Regions from separate parts of the Cyprinus carpio genome. Here region 1 is linked to region 2. The links are chromatin contacts, called in public Hi-C maps. All regions are on one chromosome and are shown on one strand. The core of a region is the stretch at or near the end of the contact, and the rest is flanking DNA. Distances in the headings are between cores, read along the strand shown. Region 1 overlaps LOC109106806 (insulin-like growth factor-binding protein 2-B). Region 2 overlaps LOC109068421 (anion exchange protein 3-like).

Region 1 (4,083 bases), core at 989-3,488, 44 kb after region 2:
ACATGTAACATCATATACAGATAGTGTATTACAATTAAAATGTACAAACCCGAGTCCAAAAAAGTTGGGACACTACAAATAGTGAATAAAAACAGAATGCAATGATGTGGAAGTTTCAAATTTCAATATTTTATTCAGAATACAACATACTGTAGATGACATATCAAAATGTTTAAACTGAGAAAATGTATCATTTTAAGCGAAAAATAAGTTGATTTTAAATTTCATGGCTTCAACACATCTCAAAAAAGTTGGGACAAAGCCATGTTTACCACTGTGTGGCATCCCCTCTTCTTTTTATAACAGTCTGCAGACGTCTGGGGACTGAGGAGACAAGTTGCTCAAGTTCAGGAATAGGAATGTTGTCCCATTATTGTCTAATACAGGCTTCTAGTTGCTCAACTGTCTTAGGTCTTCTTTGTCGCATCTTCCTCTTTATGATGCGCCAAATGTTTTCTATGGGTGAAAGATCTGGACTGCAGGCTGGCCATTTCAGTACCCGGATCCTTCTTCTACACAGCCATTGATGGTGCCTTTCCAGATGTGTAAGCTGCCCATGCCACACGCACTCATGCAACCCCATATCATCAGAGATGCAGGCTCCTGAACTGAGCGCTGATAACAACTTGGGTTGTCCTTGTCCTCTTTAGCCCAGTTTTCCAAAAAGAACTTCAAATTTTGATTCGTCTGACCACAGAACAGTTTTCCACTTTGCCACAGTCCATTTTAAATGAGCCTTGTCCCAGAGAAAACGCCTGCGCTTCTGGATCATGTTTAGATATGGCTTCTTTTTTGACCTATAGAGTTTTAGCCGGCAACGGCGAATGGCACGGTGGATTGTGTTCACCAACAATGTTTTCTGGAAGTGATGCAGTGCCGTCTAATGGCTGAAGATCATGGGCATCCAGTATGGTTTTCCGGCCTTGACCCTTACGCACAGAGATTGTTCCAGATTCTCTGAATCTTTGGATGATATTATGCACTGTAGATGATGATAACTTCAAACTCTTTGCAATTTTTCTCTGAGAAAAACTCCTTTCTGATATTGCTCCACTATTTTTCGCCGCAGCATTGGGGGAATTGGTGATCCCCTGCCCATCTTGACTTCTGAGAGACACTGCCACTCTGAGAGGCTCTTTTTATACCCAATCATGTTGCCAGTTGACCTAATAAGTTGCAAATTGGTCCTCTAGCTGTTCCTTATATGTACATTTAACTATTCCGGCCTCTTATTGCTACCTGTCCCAACTTCTTTGGAATGTGTAGCTTTTATGAAATCCAAAATGAGCCAATATTTGGCATGACATTTCAAAATGTCTCACTTTCAACATTTGATATGTTATCTATATTCTATTGTGAATAAAATATAAGTTTATGAGATTTGTAAATTATTCCATTCCTTTTTTTACTCACAATTTGTACAGTGTCACAACTTTTTTGGAATCGGGTTTGTAAAACTATTTTAATTTATTTTTTGCATGTTGTACTATATATATACTGTTTTCCTGTAACAGTATTTTTTAAAATAATCATAAAAATGCATCAGGAGACCCTGTTTTGCTGTTTTTTAATGCATCATATGTGAATAGCATCTAAATGTACATTATATAGAGAGTCTTGCTAGTTTGTGAGTGAAACATATGTTGGTTGTGCTCTACTAGATGAGATGTTTCCGATGATGTATGTAAAGGTTATTCAATCTCTGATGTTTTAGCTCATTCCTATCATCAAAAAAAAAAAAAAAAAAAAAAAAGAAAAAAAAAAAAATCAAATTAAACTCATCTGTCAGTAAATTAAGTGGTAGCTAAGAGTTAGAGTCAGATTGTCTGTATGCATTACAAAATTCACATTTTAGGTTTTGAGTAAAGTGTTTTTTTATTTTTATTTTTTAAATGCATTAGTTCTAGTTTAAAGAGTTGAAAACATTGGTAATCAATATCGGTCCAGAAATTTAAATATAAACCATTTTTCCCCACTGAGCTTGTTGCAGTTCATTAAAGAATTGTATTCTTAATTTGTATGTAAGATAGATGTAATGCTGTCTTAATTCAAATATTCTCATTTGAACAGGTTTTGTGCCAGAAGTATGTCTGTGATGCTGAGGTTTTGGAACAGAGTCAGTATGTAACTTGACAAGTGGCACTTGACTTTTCAACAGCGTGTCATGCTTCCTTGGGAGAAGTGAGAGAAAACCGGCCCAGGCCCTGAAAAGAGTTCTTGTCCACTCCCCAACCACACAGCCCACACACTAAGCCTTTGGAAAGAGAGAGGAACTGTGAGTGGGAAGTGTTGCTGGTGTAGGCCCAGGGATGAGAGTGTGGAACAGGGATGCTTCCGAGGAGACGTAATGGCAGGTGTCTGCTGAAGCACGCCCGCCAATAATTTCTTCAATGAGGCAAACTCTGGCAAAGTCGCCCGCTATTTCAGACACTATTCTTAGGTCTGTTACTGACAATTGGGCTTGAAAGTTTAGACCACAGTATTTGGTGCTGGACAATGCTCAGAGTGATCATCCCTCCTTCAGATCTCTAGGCTTTCATACTCATCCTACGCTGACTTCATTCGAGCGGCTCTGGGCTCGTGGCCTGAGGGTTCTGCTTTTTAATGTCGACGGGCCAGACACAGAGCAGATCTGAATGCAGGCAAGAGTTTCAAAGGGCCAGCTAGAGTCCAAGTGACCCGCTCTGTGCAAGTGACGTTACCATAAGGGACACGCAACTAATTTGCCCCATACAAAGTCCAGAAGTACATATTTGCTGTTACAGTACATTTGGACTCCAATACATAGAGGTTTGTTCAGCGGTCTCTGTTCTTTGATGCTGCCCCCAAATTTAAGTTGTCAGAAGAATATGCTGTCTTATTTTCAGAGGACTTTTGAAGAGTCTTTGTTGTTTGGTCCTTTTTTGAGCATAATGTGATGAAATGTTGTTGTTGTAAATATATTTCAAAATTATTAGTAATTACTATTAATTAAAGCTGCAGCTCATAAGTTTTGCCTCTTTGTCACCATCTCTGTTTGAAACCTGCAATTGCAGTTACTTGCAGAGTTTTTTTTTTTTTTTAACGTGGGTTGTGCACCGGCATGGCTCCAGCACGGATGAATCTAATGTTCTGAGGAGTATGTGTGGCTTTTCACTATACTTTGGAATCACAGATTCTAGCCTATATTTTGGAAGTATGACAAAAATATGAATTTTCACTGGATAGTGCTATCTGAATGAGTAAGTAACAAGTCTGACACTTTTGTTTTGACCAACTGAGGAAAAAAGCATTACGATAAATCATGCTACAATGGTGATTGAATCTAATGATCGGTTAGGTCATATCACATCAAACCGTGCAAATTATTGTTACAATTAAACTTTGTATCAAATTGTTCATGCTAACAACATCATTGCATGACTACATATATGTAGTGTGTATTATTGTTACATGTAGATTTAAATTTCTCCATAGTCTAATCTCTAATTGTCTTACCATTCAAATTTCATATAAAGAAATTCTTTTGACACAAAAAGCAAATTATTCTTCCTTAGAACTGGTTCTCTTTAAAATATAAATCTTGTGTAATCACATGTAGGCTATCTGGAATCCGATGCACATTTAAAACCGAATATAACGAATATAAACTGAATATAAAAATTTCAGTGTTTCATAAACAAAAATGCAAATTCTTTAATTCAAAATAATTTAAGCACTCTCACACTGTTTCAAACCTGTAAGACTTTCACAAAATAAGATATTATTTTTTTTTCAAACAATGAAAGTATTTATTTATTTTTTTTTTTTTTACTATTCCTTTAAATAAGGATAAAAGTCTCTTTTTGTTATTAGTACTGTAGGTCACTTGTGATTTGCCAGACACGTTTTGACTTAAAAGGCGCGTATCTCTTCACAGGCCTCTATGACTATCTGAATCAAGAGCTATCATTAATCCCAGCCTTTAACTTTCTCTCTGCCTTGCTTTGATGCGCTGCCAGAACACTGATCCTGGGTTTGCTTTCATTGACAAAAAAGATAGCTTGCGGTCTTTGACAAATTTCTATAAATAATATGTCAATTTGTTATGCAACATCTAACCTA
Region 2 (3,778 bases), core at 1,031-3,530:
ATATATATATATATATAATATTATATATATATATATATATATATATATATATATATAATATATATATATATATATATATATACATATTTTTGTAAACTCTTTACTGTCCTTTTTAATCAATTTATTCCTTGCTGACGTATTAATTTCTTAAAGAAAAAAAAATCTTACTGACCTCAAACCAGTATGTGCTGCATTCACTTTCAGTCAGTATCACTATAATCACAAGATTGTTATGATACCAGTGTTTTGTAACAGCAAAGAGGTTTTATGTTTGAGTTTGATGACAATATAATATTTAATCACATTAATTTAAATCACATTAACTTGATAGCATCAGCTGTAATAAAATGACATCAAATGGCAATGAGTTTAGAAGTAATTAACTACCTTCAGCTGCTAAGGCTGCTGCTGTTTGATTTGTTTTTATATGACATCAAAACAGTCAAAAGGGAAAAGTCTGAGCTTGCAGATGCAATTATGAATTTGACAGAAGTTTCTACTACTCCAAAACCTGCAATTACAATGAACACACCAGAAATGTGTTGCGTTGCTTGCTAATCATGTACTTCCTACATTAAAAAAAGTACTTAACATAATCTGTTTATCAGTATATTAAATTGAAATATTTATTGATTAATGATGTGCTTTATCATATTACTGTTGGCATACCATGATTTCACTATGGTTAAAGGGATAGTTCACCTAAAAATGAATATTCTGTTATCATTTACTCACCCTCAAGTTTCTTCCTGCTGCTTAACACAAAATAAGATATTTTTACCAATGTGGGTAACCAAACAGTTTCTGGTCCCCATTGACTTCCATAGTATTTTTTTATTTTCATACTTAAGAAGTCAGTTTCGGAACAACTCAAAGGTGAGTTAAAGACAGAATTTACATTTTTGGGTGAACTATCGCTTTAAGAGGGGGTTTTCATACTCAGCCTTATGTTGTGCATAAGAGCATGATAGTAAAACCATGGTAATGCTGTAATGCATGGTTTGAGTGGCTTACTGCTGTATCAACAACATCTGTTTTATATCTCAGACCACTCAAGTTTTCTAGTTGACATTAATATTTTTTTTTTCAGAGAATACTATTCAATTAAATTAGGTATAAAAACTTGCCTGATTCTGTCAATCCTCACCTCTGTGCAGGCTTGTCTATAGTGATGACAGATGTGCTGCGTCATATTCCTCTGGCTGTGCTGTTTGGGATATTTCTGTACATGGGCATCACGTCTCTTACTGGTATCCAGCTTTATGAGCGAATCACACTCATGGTCACACCTGCTAAACATCACCCGGACCACATCTATGTTACCAAGGTAAGCACTTTTTCCTGAGACTTTGAGGAAGTAGTGATGTTGTTTACAAACGCAGTGCTGACAGCTTATTATATGTGTTTGTGTTTGATTTCCACATGGTAGATGCTACAAGTTTGTACTAAATTGACATCTGGATTCTGTTTGAAAGCTTTCGAAGCACCCACAAGGTGGCGCACAAATCACCATTTCATTTCGCACTTTTTAACACAACCCTAAAAATGAAAACTACTAACCGTATATGACAAATTTGAACACTGTGCATTGTTCAAAAGCCTGAGACTACATTGGAAATCTAGGATTGAAAAGCTCATTTAAAATTTGAAATCAACAAAGTAATGAAACAAAGAAATCTAACAAATAAGAGCTATTTGCACCATTTCTAAGAGACTTATGAAATAAGTTGTGCCTGACAATATACAAAAATAATACATATTACATTTAAAAAAGGCAAAATCGAAGCTTTTTACTATAGACCTTGTCATAATTCTAGGCATGATTTGTTTCACATACAGGTGAAGACATGGCGTATGAACATGTTCACCATCATTCAGTTGCTGTGTATCGCACTGCTGTGGGTCGTGAAGTCGACCGTAGCCTCTCTGGCCTTTCCCTTCATCCTAATCATGACCGTACCTCTGCGTAGACTCATCCTGACCAGGATCTTTGAGGAGAGAGAGCTTGCAGCGGTGAGTTCATGTTGTATTCATGTTTGTCCGAACACAAGCAGCAGTCAGCTGAGAAAACCCACCTGGTGTTGATTTCTTTTTAAAATGTCGTTTTTGTTCTTGCAGTTGGATGCTGATGAGGATTCGCCCAATTTTGATGAAGATGGACGGGATGAGTACAACGAGATCCACATGCTTGTCTAGTCACACGGCTCACCTCTTCTTCACTGACCAATCGAATGCAGGTCTCTGGATAATGGGAATGATTTACAGAATGGGAAGAACTCTGATGCACTGCCCTCTTTCAGAATTATTTCACATGTACTTTGAAAGTTTCTAAACCTCCGTTCTGAAAAGAATCACAGATCATGTTTTGGATACTATTTTCCTTTTTCTCCAAAATGTGGCCTACATGTTTGTCTGCTGCTGCCCAGTGACCTTTGAATATAAGATTAGATACAACCCATGCACCTTAGACCTCCCAAAGTGCAATGACGGTGAGACTAATCCAATAGGTTGGTTCTTACACCTCCTATTCACCCCATCCCAATGCACTGCACCCATGCAGTCCAGACCTACTGCCTGTAGATCTTAGTTGCCTTGTACTTTACTGTAGGCATTGACCACAGAGTCTGAATATTACAGTAGCACGACCTCTCAGTGCCCTTAGAGTGGTCAGTCCCTTTGTTGTGCTTGCAGTCCCTTTAGACGTACTTTATGCAGTAGTGATACTACTTTGATCGATGTATGCAGTAGTTACAATACATTTAAAGGTGCTATAAGTGATTTTTATTATGGAATAGCATGCAAAAAATGTCCCTGCTTCCTGACAGAATTCTTTGGCTTGTGGGGGTTAGCGAAACAGCTAACATTGCTTACAGCACCTTTAATAGGAAAAAAAACAACTAAACATTATTTAGCTCATGATTTCCCTTCCAAACAGATTCACTGCTAAAAGAGTATCTCATTTTAATTTAATTTAATTTTTTTTGTTTCTTTCTTTTATTTCCATCAGAAGTTGATGTTTAGCTGCCAGTTCATGGTTTCATTCCAAACAAATTTGTATTTAAAGTGTATTTATTTTTTTAATCAATTAATTTATTTGTATTAATTATCATCTCATTTGGTTTTGGTTTATTTGTCTTGAAGATTCCCCAAAATATTTGATTTAAAAAAAATTTTTTCTTTGAGCAGCTTAGCTTTTCTTGCTTTATATACATTTAGCATTTAGAATTTCTATAGGTTTTAATGGCCAAATATGTTGCTGTTATAAATATTAGTGCGTTTGTGTGCGCGTTTTCAACATGACCCTTTTCAAAGAACTAATTCCATTCCTTATGCTGTTATACTGCAGTGTATTCGGGAACAGTTCAACTGAGACAGGTTAAAGCCATAAAAAATTTAAAATAGAAAAAAACAATGCTATTTCCAAAGGCTGTCAAACTGCCAGTGAGTGAGAAACTTTGGCTTCGATAAAACATGCTGCCAAATAGTTAGTCAGGTTCATGGAAAGTAGCGACAAACTTTAGCTATTTTAAAAGGAAGCACACGACCTGTCAAAATCTTCGCTAAGCCAACAAATCCACATTTCCCTTGCCTTTAAATCCTTTAAAGGTGATGTGTGTATTTTCTATATTAAAAAATCTTCATTCCAAACACAACTTCATATGCAACAGCATTAAAAACATTGCTCTGTTTGAGCATCCTAATCAACCCGACACGATCAGCCAATGAGTTGAGTTTGGGGCGGGACTAGCAGTTTGACCGACCAATAGGAGATGTGTAG

Evidence for each region. A called contact is a pair of places that touch in the nucleus more often than the background predicts.
Region 1: a Hi-C map of liver shows a contact between it and region 2, with 8 times the contacts expected there. The contact joins two enhancer-like sites. A contact is called at or near these places in 2 of 8 Hi-C or Micro-C datasets (both in liver).

What each region holds. Positions count from the first base shown.
Region 1 is chrB9:28,240,538-28,244,620 of ASM1834038v1, forward strand. The region is part of intron 1 of LOC109106806 (insulin-like growth factor-binding protein 2-B); the gene reads left to right. Among protein-coding and RNA genes, the nearest start is that of LOC122138525, 14 kb to the left of the region's middle. Within about 2 kb of position 2,239, at least 1 of the 8 cell types and tissues checked has an H3K27ac peak or open chromatin away from gene starts, as enhancers often do. A contact at or near this core is called in liver, where this site is marked.
Region 2 is chrB9:28,196,176-28,199,953 of ASM1834038v1, forward strand. It overlaps LOC109068421 (anion exchange protein 3-like), which reads left to right. Exons shown (of 23, transcript XM_042731802.1): 21 at 1,158-1,327; 22 at 1,840-2,013; 23 at 2,119-2,254. The coding sequence ends at 2,196. Among protein-coding and RNA genes, the nearest start is that of LOC109106806, 30 kb to the right of the region's middle. Within about 2 kb of position 2,281, at least 1 of the 8 cell types and tissues checked has an H3K27ac peak or open chromatin away from gene starts, as enhancers often do. A contact at or near this core is called in liver, where this site is marked.